Regions from separate parts of the Macaca mulatta genome. Here region 1 is linked to region 2. The links are chromatin contacts, called in public Hi-C maps. All regions are on one chromosome and are shown on one strand. The core of a region is the stretch at or near the end of the contact, and the rest is flanking DNA. Distances in the headings are between cores, read along the strand shown. Region 1 holds the start of THG1L (tRNA-histidine guanylyltransferase 1 like). Region 2 holds the start of CYFIP2 (cytoplasmic FMR1 interacting protein 2).

Region 1 (5,787 bases), core at 1,640-4,139, 470 kb after region 2:
AATTCTAGAGGAACCAGGCAGAGAAAAATAAACATGCTCCAAATTTTCTTCACATGAGTATAACTTACTCAATTATTAAAGGCCATAAATAGTTTAAAATAACTTTCCTTGACTCTGAAAATCAAAACAAAGATCAGCAATATTCCAAGCAAGTTAAAAAGATTGCTTTAACTTTCTGAGTGTAGCCACTTAGTTAACATTGATTTTGCCTGATAATTGTCAACATGTCAGTTCTTTATGAGTCCCTACGTTCTTTATTTCAATGTTACAATTTTTAAAGCTATTTAAAAAGTGCATTTGAGAACACCTGTTAAAATCCTTTATATAGCTTGATTATAAACCATCTTGTGAGAAGGAACAAAGCAAGACAACAATTGTCTGTGAATGACAAATTTCTATTTGTGAAAGACAAATTGTCTGTGAATGACAAATTTAACCATTTTTATGGTTAAAAATATGACTGAGAGTTTATCTTCATGGTTTACAATAACTTTACCTTTAATTATGATTGATAGCATATACTTAGACATTAGAATTTTAGAAATCCCATACAATTTTGTAACATATATTAGTATTATTCATCAAAATATAACTTAAAGAAGATTGGATATCATTTTGGCAATCTCATGTGACTAAACATATCAAATGATCCTATTTACCTCTTTTCTAAATGTTTTGGAGTCCTCTGAACCAGCCAAAAAGCCAGGCATCAGGAAGGACAATTTCCAGATTGCCATAAATTATTTTGCCAAAATGATGACTCAAAAGGCAAAAACCTTTCATTAGCCTATACTATGACATGAAAATTTTGTTCAAAGCAAAATTTTACCCTTGCATTAGTTTATTAATGTTAACCCCAATTCATTTACATGAAACCTTATAGATTATTCCATTTAATCCTAACCAATTTGACCATGAGGTGAAAACTTTATAAACCTTTTATAACCCTTTTACTAAAGGGCAGATTAGCATCTTAAGACCTCCTTGCTATGCTTTTATTTTAATGCTTAACTTATGTAACAAACATATAGATGCTATGAGAGAAGACGGTGTAGTGCTTCTACTACACATTTCACTGCAAAGCAACCCAAAGCCACTTGGCTTATTTTATAATCAGTCCATCCCTGATGCGAGTCTCATCTCCCACTGTAGGGTGGGGATGGGGAAACCCCGTTTCTACAAAAAATATATATATACAAAAATTAGGCGGGTGTGGCGGCATGCACCTCTAGTCCCAGCTACTAGGAAGGGAGATGGGAAGTTCACCTGAACCCAAAAGGTCTAGGCTGCAGTGAGCTGAGATCATGCCATTGTAGTCCAGCCTGGGTGACAGAGTGAGACTCTGTCTCGAAAACATACAAATAAAAAAATTAAAAATCATGAATTCATATTGATAAGTAATTTTGAAAAATTCACCTAATTAAAGTAGGGCTCCTAGAGGAGGTAAGATTTGGTTGTCTCCTGGTCAGCTTGGAGAGAGGAGTTTGTGGAAGTAAAAGGCGAGGAATGATCACCTACAGAAAACTGACTTCACAGCAACACAAACAAAGAAAAGATGCAGGATGTCATAATTTGTCTTGGTCCTGCCACATATGTGACCTTATGTAAATTACTTTTTTCTCTTTGAGTCTCAGATTTCCCCTTCGTAAAGGTGAAATCCCAGTTCCTCTTTTACATCCCTCTGATGTTACTGTGAGCATCAAAGGAGATGATGACTACCATTTGTGGTACTATTAAGAGGATATACACACATACTGATATAGATCCCTGCATGGATACACAAAAAACTGGTAACAGTTACTGCCTAAAGTATGTTGTTAAGAATCAGTGAAAGACTTTTCACTACATATAAAAGGATTTATATTGTTTGAATATTTTTTTCTTTAGAGTCAGATTCTTGTTCTGCCGCCCAGGCTGGAGTGCTGTGGCTAATCATGGGTCACTGCAGTCTCGAAGTCCGGGCCTCAAGTATCTTCCCACCTCATCGTCCCCTAGCTAGGACTACAGGCATGGGCTACCACGCCTGGATCATTTTTTTCTTTTTTTTAGGAACAGGGGTCTTGCTATGTTGCCAAGGTTGGTATGAATCTCCTGAGCTCAAGCAATCCTCCTGCCTCTGCCTCCCAAAGTGCTGGGATTACAGGCGTGAGCCACCGTGCCTGGCCTGAATATCTTTCTTGAGGATGAAAAAAAAAAAAAAAAAGCAAGTAGGTAATGCATTTGAAAGTGCTTTGTAAATCACAAAATATGACACAAATATTAGGATGTTATTGTTACTATTATCCACCAGCAACAAGATATCAAACACTGGTTCTGTGATTATTTAATGATGAAAAAGTTGAATAAATTTAGTATACCCATATGTTGGAATATTGAGTTCATTTTGCTTTTAAAAATCATACTTTGGAATAATTGATATTGGCAAATGCTCAAGCTGAATGGAAAATATATAAACATTGTATACGTGAATAATTCCAATCTTGTGCATTTCGTGTGTAAACCTACATACACAAAAAGAAAAAAGACTGAAAGGAATCATCCACAATGCTTTGAGGGGGAAGATGGAGAAACAAAGTGTTAATTTTCTTAACTGTACTTTTCGTGTATTCCAGATTTTCTACAACGAGTTAATAAATGCCACTAAGAAAAGGGGATGTATCACAGCTACACCTTCAAACGTCAGAAAAAGAACTTTTTTTTTTTTTCTTAGGTAGGGGTATGATTTTGATCTGGGCACTAACGGGGACACTGATTTCGCTGGTGAGTCAAGACCAGCAGATAAAAAATAATTTTTAAAAACCTCGTGAGAGTGATTTGCCGCAGGAAGGGACGAGGAAGAAGCAGGCGTGGGAAGTGCTAAAGGAGGAACCTAAACCTCCATCCTCTTCCCCCGAGAGGTTAAGAACTACAGGGAGAGGCGAGAGAGACTATGACCGCCCTACGGCTAGAGCGGCCGCGAAGAGAACACTTCCGGGGCGGGGCTATCTGGCTCTTTCCCTTCCGCGTGGAGAATGTGGGCCGCCTGTAAAGTTAAGGTTCACGATTACTTGGCCACCACTTCCATCACTCTGAGACGGTGCCTGAGATTGGGGGCGACCATGGCAAAAAGCAAGTTCGAGTACGTGAGGGACTTCGAGGCTGACGACACCTGCCTGGCCCACTGCTGGGTGGTAGTGCGGCTGGACGGCAGAAATTTCCATCGGTGAGCGAGCTCGGCCCGGGGCGTCGCGGTGCGCCAGCGCTTCTGGGAAATCCGGCTTCTACCCTTCCAAATCGTCCCGGCAGCCCCAGTCACGGTTACCGGGGTAACGCGGTAGCCAATGAGTGCGCAGCATGGAGCATCGCCCCGCCCTGCGTGTTGGCTAGGACAGTGCTTGAACGCTGGCTGTTAGCGTAATTGAATGGGCGACGTGCTCCCCTGATGAGGATCCCGCTTGGAGTGCCCGTGTTAAGTGAACAGAGACCTGTTAGCAAGGACATGTTGTTAAAAGTCACTCTCATGCACAGTATTTAAGCTCTTAAGCCAATCGCCTAGCTTTCTGTTAGATATCTTTGAATGCTGACTGTTCAGAAGTCTGTGTAAGCCTTGCTTGTGGGCAATACTTATGTCTGTGCTTCATTATTAGTAACAGGCCACATGGATTATTTTCAACAGAGAGTCAGAAAAAAAGAGAAGGCTGGGCGCGGAAGGCAGGAGGATCACTAAAGGCCAGGAGTTGGAGACCAGGTTTTTGTTGTTGTTGTTGTTTCTGAAACTCTGCCACTACAAAAACAGAGAGAGAGAGAAGGAAAAGCAAGAGAGAAAGAAAGAAAAAGAAAAAAAATTTAATTTGCCAGGCGCAGTGGTGCACACCTATAGTCCCAGCTACTCGGGAGGCTGAGGTGGGAGGATCGCTTGAGCCTGGGAGGTCAAGGCTGCAGTGAGCGGTGATCGGACCATTGAACTCCAGCTTGGGTGACAGAGCAAGACCCTGTCTCAGAAAAAGAGGGAGGGGGAGAAAAATATAACAGAAAGATGGGAATTTAATTTTTAAAAAGGGCTGCATTATTAATGATCATTATAACTAACATTTATTGAGCACTTACTAGGAGCTAGGTATGATTGCTTTTATCTTCCCTCTACAGGACAACCCAATGAGGTAAATATTCTTTTATTCCCATTTCACAGAAAGGAGAGTTGAGGCTTAGCATTTATGTCTGTTTTTCTCAATTTCAGGGCAGGAAAAAAACTAAGTTCTTAAGGAAATGGGTCAGGTTGTGGCTAGTTGAGCATTTGGGTTCACAGTGCTGTTACATTATCTTCCTCCAAACAGCCTCTGTTATCTAGCAACAGAGCTTGTTGTTAATGACAGGCTTCCATCCATGCTTTCTTCCCTTTTCTCTTCCCCCTACGAAGGTTTGCTGAGAAGCACAACTTTGCAAAACCTAATGACAGCCGTGCTCTCCACCTGATGACCAAATGTGCCCAGACTGTGATGGAAGAACTAGAGGATATTGTGATTGCATATGGACAGAGTGATGAGTACAGCTTTGTGTTCAAGCGGAAAACCAATTGGTTTAAAAGAAGAGCCAGGTAATTCCATGAGCTTCCTCCTTTCTTCAGAATATTTCCTACCAGCATTTGGTTTTGTTTATCTTAATCGCAGACTTACAGGCTACAGATGATGTCTGCAGTATTTGTAACTGCAGAGTGCATGTATATTTCCTGTTTAGATTGTTGTACTTCCATCTGATAGCCAAGCATTCTGTGTGCCTCTTTATCTGATTCTTCCCCCTCATGCCCCATAAGACTAGTTTCTAGACTGACCTGGCATTGAACATTAAGATTAGAAACAGAGACCATAAGAATGTAATATTCACAATTCATAGGTTGGCTTTAGCCGGTGATAGTCTCTACATACATTGCATTACACTATTCCTTAAGGGGGATCTCATTATAAAATAGACAAATCTGATATTTGATTTGGCAGTATTTTGAAATGCTGTATGGGAAATAAATCATACAATGAATTGGTTTTTTCTTTCTTTTTTTAATAGAGGTGGGGTCTCTCTGTGTTGCCCAGGCTGGTCTCAAACTCCTGGCCTCAAGCAATTCTCCTGCCTTGGCCTCTCGAAGTGCTGAGATTACAGACGTGAGCCACCATGCCCAGCCTGAATTGGCATTTTTTTTTACAACAATGGTTTCCGTCCACACAAACAGGTCAAGCATGGTAGCTCACGCCTGTAATCCGAACGCTTTGAGAGGGCAAGGGAGAGGATTACTTGAGCCCAGAAGGTTGAAACCAGCCTGGGCAAGATGGTGAGACCTCATCTCTACAAAAAATTTAAAAATTAGCTAGGCTCAGTGGCATGTGCTTATATTCCCAGCTACTCAAGAAGTTGAGGCAGAAGGATCCCTTGAGCCAAGGAATTTGAGGCAGCAGTGTGCTATGATTGTGCCAATGCACCCCAGCCTGGGGGATGGAGAGATTCCATCTTTTAAAAAATAAAATAAAATAAAATAAAATAAAAAGATACCCCTTGAATCATAAATTCATATCACATCCTATAGGGAAAAATTTAGTATCGGTAGATTACTTAATAGAACTGGAAGGAGAGGCAGGCTGCATTTAAAATATGTAACTGGCGGGTGTGATGACTCACATCTGTAATCCCAGCACTTTGGGAGGCCGAGGCGGGCAGATGACTTGAGGTCAGAAGTTTGAGACCAGCTTGGCCAACATGGTGAAACCCCATCCCTACTAAAAATACAAAAATTAGCTGGGCATAGAGGCCTGCGCCTGTAAT
Region 2 (6,423 bases), core at 3,824-6,323:
TGACTTCACTTTTTCCTGACTCATATTAGAGTCTATGGGTACGTCTTTCTTATAGCAATCTTTATAGCAATGCACCCACCTAAAACCTGCATTTTCAATATGAACTAAAATGGTATTTCACCAAAAGTGCAAGGTTTTCATACCTGCTGGGAGCTGCAGCTACTGCTTCATGAATTTACTTTTTCTTTCTTTCTTTTCTTTCTTTTCTTTCTCTCTTTCTTTCTTTCTTTCTTTCTCTCTCTCTCTCTCTCTCTCTCTCTCTCTCTCTCTCTTTCTTTCTTTCTTTCTACAATGGTCCTTATGCTAAATTCATTCATCTTAAAATGATGGACAACTGCAGCTGCAGACCTCAATCTATGGTATATATCAAGCAACTCAGTTATTTTCTTGTAATGTCATGACTTTTCTCTGCTTTTCGGGAACACTTTCAGCATCACTAGTGTCACTTCACGTGGGTTCCATGGTGTTATTCAAGGTTTGCTGTATTACACTAAACATGATGAAAAATGTTTTATCATGAGAACCAGGAGATATCACATTTTACTCTGATATCCAATTAACTGCAGAGATGAATTGCTCACTCAGAGATAATAAGCATCACACAGCACTTGAAGTGGATACTGGCAACACTTGAGTTCACCACAATAGCAACAAGAGATGGCCACAGGCCAGGCGTGGTGGCACACACCTGTAATCCCAGCACTTTGGGAGGCCGAAACGGGAGGATCGCCTGAGATCAGGAGTTCGAGACCAGCCCAGCTAACACGGTGAAACTCTATCTCTGCTAAAAATACAAAAATTAGCCAGGTGTGGGGGCACACGCCCGTAATCCCAGCCACTCGGGAGGCTGAGGCAGGAGAATCACTTGAACCTGGGAGGTGGAGGTTGCAGTGAGCCAAGATCACGCCACTGCACTCCAGCCTGGGCGACAGAGTGAGACTCCATCTCAGAAAGAAAATCATAATAATAATCCCATTTCTGAGCATTTATTACGTACTAAACTGCTTAGTGTGTTACATTATCATTTCACATAACCTTTACAAGAATCTAAAGGATATACTTTTTTGTTTTGCTTTGTTTTGTTTTGAGACAGTGTTTTGCTCTGTTGCCTAGGCTGGAATGCAGCTGCACCCTCTTGGCTCACTGCAACCTCTTCCTCCTGGGCGCAAGCGATTCTCCTGCCTATAAAATGAGGCAATTTTGAGCAAGTGGTCAATGGCCAATGTAAATTCTGTAACTGACCATCAAGTTTCTCTTTTCCTGCCACCCACATAAATACTTGGAACCAAATGTTAGCAAGTTCATAGCAGGTAGACTTGTGATTGATTTTTGTTGTTTTGTTTACATTTTGGTCTTATGTACATTTGATTCTCCATCTCATCTTTGTACTCTTTTCCTTCCTTTTAAAAAATTTCTTGCTGATTTTTAATTTTTTAACATAATGTATTCCTGTAACTTACATTTAATATGTTTTTAGAATAAGGGAGCGTATTAGTAAATACATGGACTTAGCTTGGAAGAGGGAAAGTGAGGCTGTATGAGATTGTGGTAAAAAGCATGGGTTTGACTTCACTACCTTGGGCAAATTATTAAATCTTAATTGCCTCAATTATAAAAATGGGAAAAATGATTATATTTTCCTCATAGAAAAATTGTGAAAGATTATATGAGATAATGTACTTGGTAAATGTTAGCCATTATTGTTATTATTATTATTTATGTTTTCCCTTCATGCCCATTCCAGATACTTCATTAATGGTGTCTATAAAGCAGGGTCTCCTGATAGTTTTAAATTTTTTTTTTTTTTTTTTTTTGAAACGGAGTTTCACTCTTGTTGCCCAGGCTGAAGTGTAATGGCGTGATCTTGGCTCACCACAACCTCCACCTCCTGGGTTCAGGCAATTCTCCTGCCTCACCCTCCTGAGTAGCTGGGATTACAGGCGCCCACCACCATGCCCAGCTAATTTTTTGTACTTTTAGTAGAAATGGGGTTTCACTATGTTGGCCAGGCTGGGCTCAAACTCCTGACCTCAGGCAATCTACCTGCCTCAGCCTCCCAAAGTGCTGGAATTATAACTTGAAACTTTTCTAAAACACAAGGCAATGTTGCCACATGGACGACACATGGGCCACAGCTTTGCAAGTACCAAAGCAATTCTTATTGATATCGTCTACCATTTCATTGCTGATGGCACAGCTTGGGGTTGGATGTGAAGGAAATCTGAAGGCAGTAGACAGATAGCTATACATTTCAGTGGCAAAGTTTAAAAATGTCATCTATGGGTGTTCATTCCATCCATTTTTACTGAACTCCGAGGATGCAATGGGAAAGCAAGACAGACATATCCCTGCTCCGTTAGATTTTATGGTCTCATGGTGGAATACAGGCAAGTGTATTGACAATTATATCACAGATTAATACGTGGGATGATAGAAGGAGCCCAGGCAGCTAAGGGCACATAGACAACCAATCTCAAGCTAACCCAGACATGTAGGAATCTTGGAGGAAGCAGCATCTAAAGGGATACCAGAAAGACGAACAGAACTTCATCAGGTAAACTGGGAAAAAGTGTGGAATGTGGAGGGAGGGAATGCCGGCACAGAAAGGGCCATTCAGGAAGCCTTGCATGTACGAATGTCAAGCACAACAAAGAACACAGCAAGTTTGAGGAACTAAAAGCTGTTCCTTTTAGCTGAAGCACAGCAAGCTTGGTTCACAGGGAGAGATAGCTGCCAGCTCTTGACGACTCTCTGGCCACTGGAGAGAGTCTGGGCTTCATCGGGGGGCAGTGGGGAGCTAGGGAAGTGCCTTAAGCCTGGGAGGGGCATGCCCTTTGTTTTAACTCATGTAATTTTCCACATTCAGAAGGATGTTGGAGTGCATCCAACCTACTTCATTTAATAGGTGGGGAAACAGAGGTGAGGCTCCTTGCCTAAGATCATTCTTCTGTTCGTTGCAAAACTAGGACCAAAAGACAAGCCTCTGGATTTCCAACACGGTGGCTTCAAAAGACCATACTGCTCTCCTTTTTACACAAGTAGAACTCAGAGGTCCGGGAGTTATTTTTGTTTAAGATCTAACCAAATATACATGTAATAGTCTTTTCTGTTTTTAGGCAACTTGTTCCTGAAGGTGAAAAGACAGCGAAGGAACAGCAGGGAGAAATACGTCTTCCAAAAAACGATACCATCTGAAATAATGTGCCCCTTAGAATGAAAACCTGACTTATTGGGATTCTCATTGTAAAGTATTTGTAATCATTGAACTTGAAATCCCAAGGATCACGGTGGAAAATGAAACATTTTTTAAAGGAAACCTCGGTTCTGTTTTTAAACCCATCCTTCACAAACACTCCCACAGCTTTTCACACAGAACCAGGGACAGAAATGTATGTGTGTATATATATATATATGTCATTTTTTTTTCTGAAATAGCAATTTGAATTGGAATTAGTGATTTAAGATCAAACCACAAGGAATCATGGATTCTGAGCACTTGGGAAATAAGGTGAGATCAGTAAGGGCAAGCAAAGGCTTCTACAAGTCCTTTGCTGGAGCTTGAATAACGGGGCTCCTCTACAAATTGCCCTTATTAGGAATAGCTGAGTGATTAAGTATAAATTTGTGGACCCTAGGAAACCACTCCTTATGTCTACATACACTCCACAATGTCTTAAATGCTTTCAAATTGTTTACCCTGTAAGGTATAAAAGGCAACCGTCATTCCCTGTGTTGCAGATATGGTGACCTCTGTGGAGCAGAGTGGTGAAGTAACCTGCTCAGGTGTCTCAAGGTTAGAATTTGGTGCAGCCTGACTTCAGCCTGGTCTGAAGGCCTACCAGGCTGGATCTCAATGAGAATTGTTTCTTTCTCTCTTTCTTTCCTCTCTTTCCTTTCTCTCTTTCTCTTCTTTCTTTTCTTCTCCTCTTTCTCTCTTTCTCGTTCTTTCTCTTCTCTCTCTCTTTTTCTTTCTTTCTTTTTTTTTTTTTTGTGAGACAGTCTCACTCTGTCACCCAGTCTGGAGTGCAGCAGCGGGATCATAGCTCACAGTAGCCTCAATCTCCTAGGCTCAAGCAATCCTCCCACCTCAGCCTCCTGGGTAGCTGGGACCAAAGGTGCATGCCACCACACCCATCTTTTTTTTTTTTTTTTTTTTTTTTTTAATTTTTAGTAGAGATGAAGTTTCGTTGAGTTGCCCAGGATGGTCTCCAATTCCTGAGCTCAAGCGATCCTCTCTCCTCGGCCTACTAAAGTGTTGGTATTACAGGTGTGAGCCACCGGTGGGCAGATAATCGCTTCTTTAAGGAGCCCGTAACGGCAGATAAGCCTTGAAGAGAAAGGTACCTGTCCTTTCAGTGCTTCCTGTCGCCTATTTGTCCGTGAAGCAATTCCAGAATGAAGTTGAGGCAGGCCCCTGTTAAAGAGGTGGCAGCTTCAGGGACTCTTCTCCAGGGAACTGGAAGGGAGGGGAAGAACTTATTCTTGAGCGAAGAAGCCCCATCAGCGTCCAGGTTCAACTGGTGGAAGGCCCCCTCCCCTAGCCCCAGTTGCATCTTCAGTCACTTGACCCTGCTACTTCTCCTCACAGCACTTTGGGCTGTAACTGGACGTTAGATGGGTTAATGTACACCCGTCTCTCCTGGAAGGTGATAAAACTCCACGGGGGCAGGGACCCTGTCTTTTGTACACCAGTGCACACCCAGGTCCTGGCACCGTACATGGAACGGAATAGGTAATCAATAAAGATTGGGTTGATAAATGAGCACTCGGAAATCATGTGGGGCCAAAGAGATCCGAATGCGGCCGAAGCTCTCGTTCTCGGGTTGCTGCAGGTGTGGTTCCTAGTGATGGAGGCCGTGGAAGAAGCCCTCCCTCCCTTTCCCGCCCCCAGGGCAGGAAGCCTGGGTGCTGAGCTGTCCTCTGAGCCCGAGGGGCAGGTCCCGGGCGCGCCGGCGGTACAGCGGGGAGCGCCGAGAGCCCCTCGCCGCAGCCATTTCCTGCCCTTTGTGTGACAGCCGCAGCAGAGAAGGGGCGGGCGCTGGGCGGGGGCGGAGCCGCGGCAGGCGGAGCGGCGGGGTCGGGGCGGGGCCGAGCGCCGCGCAGCGGAGCGGGGCAGAGCATCCTGCGCCCCGGCGCGGGGCCCTGCGGTAGCCTTGGGCCCCTCCCCTGAACTCGCCGCAGAGCCAGGTAAGCGGCGCTCGCAGGCCTTGGGCCGGGCACGGGGACCGGGATGCTGCCGGGGACGGGGTTGAGGCCGTGAGGATGCGCGAAGGGCCGCCCCCTCTCCCGGTCCGCGGGGGGCGCTCGGCGCTGCGCCCGGGCTAGCGCAAGGCCCGGCCTCAGGCCCCACGCGGCCCCTTTCCCCCTCGGGCGCACGGTGCGTCCCGCGGCACCGACCCTCTGCCCGGGAGGCGCGAGCACATCGCGGAGTTCCGGCGCAGCGGCGGGGTAGCCGCAGCAGCAGGTGCGCGGCCTGGGCCGGAGCCGCCAGCCCGGGAGGAGGCGGTGCTAATCTCAGGGACCGGAGACACCTGCGGTGGCCGCGAGCCCGGCGGCGGCGACATCCTCGGGTCCAGGTACTGCAGAGCGCTGACCCCTGCCTCTGCCTCTGTGACCACCGTCACCTCCCCCAGGGCCAGCGAGAGCCGCCTGGGCCCGCCTGGCAGCCGCCTCGGGCACACAGAACGTGTGATGGGTGGGGCGAGGGGCGCAGCGGCGATGTTTGGGGGCGGAGGGCTTTGATGAGAGAGAAGCAGGTCTGACCCGCTTGGAAGCTTTCTGGCCTACACTAGCATCGCTCTCCAGGCTGGCCGCGGGCAGGATGGAAGTGGGGGAAGGGGATGAGTGGGCTGACTCCTGGGGGAAAAGATTGTTTTTTCTTGAGCTCTGAGGAACCAGGAAGAGGCTTACCTGTCTGTTGTGACGTCTGCTTTTCAAGACAACCCTACCCGTCACCCCAAGGAACAGCCCACCTATGTGCAAAAGAAGAGGAGGTGCTCTCTGCTTGGGGATGGGGGATGGTCCACAGAAGTATGGCCCTCTATACCCAGAACCCGGCTGGAAAGGACACTGACAGCCCCCCGGTGCCCCCCCAGCACAGGGAATCTGATTTTGACCTTTGCTTGCCTACTTTCCCCAGCACAGTGGAAACATTCACCAGCCCCGACGAGCCATCAGCTGTCCTTCCAGCTAGGCCAAGAATGGGACAAGGATCCTTTTCTGCTAGTTCCTGGGTGCCTGTGCCCTCAGCATGGGCAGGGAGACGGAGGCAGTCCTGCTGGCAGGAGGGGCAAATCAGGAGAGTGTCGGTTCCTGTGTTCCCATTTCCTGCCTCCTGTCTGTGTCCCAGTTAGGGCAGTGGGTCTCACCTTTCTCTTGGATACAGGCTGTGCCAGCAACCCGGGTCCCTGAGATCTTAGAGGG

What was found. A called contact is a pair of places that touch in the nucleus more often than the background predicts.
Region 1: a Hi-C map of fetal cortex germinal zone shows a contact between it and region 2, with 4 times the contacts expected there. The contact joins the promoter of THG1L here to the promoter of CYFIP2 in region 2. A contact is called at or near these places in 2 of 14 Hi-C or Micro-C datasets (fetal cortex germinal zone and liver).

Annotation. Positions count from the first base shown.
Region 1 is chr6:166,608,154-166,613,940 of T2T-MMU8v2.0, forward strand. It overlaps THG1L (tRNA-histidine guanylyltransferase 1 like), which reads left to right and starts at 2,890. Exons shown (of 6, transcript NM_001194604.2): 1 at 2,890-3,202; 2 at 4,397-4,573. The coding sequence starts at 3,012.
Region 2 is chr6:166,131,916-166,138,338 of T2T-MMU8v2.0, forward strand. It overlaps CYFIP2 (cytoplasmic FMR1 interacting protein 2), which reads left to right and starts at 5,074. Exons shown (of 31, transcript NM_001194296.3): 1 at 5,074-5,187.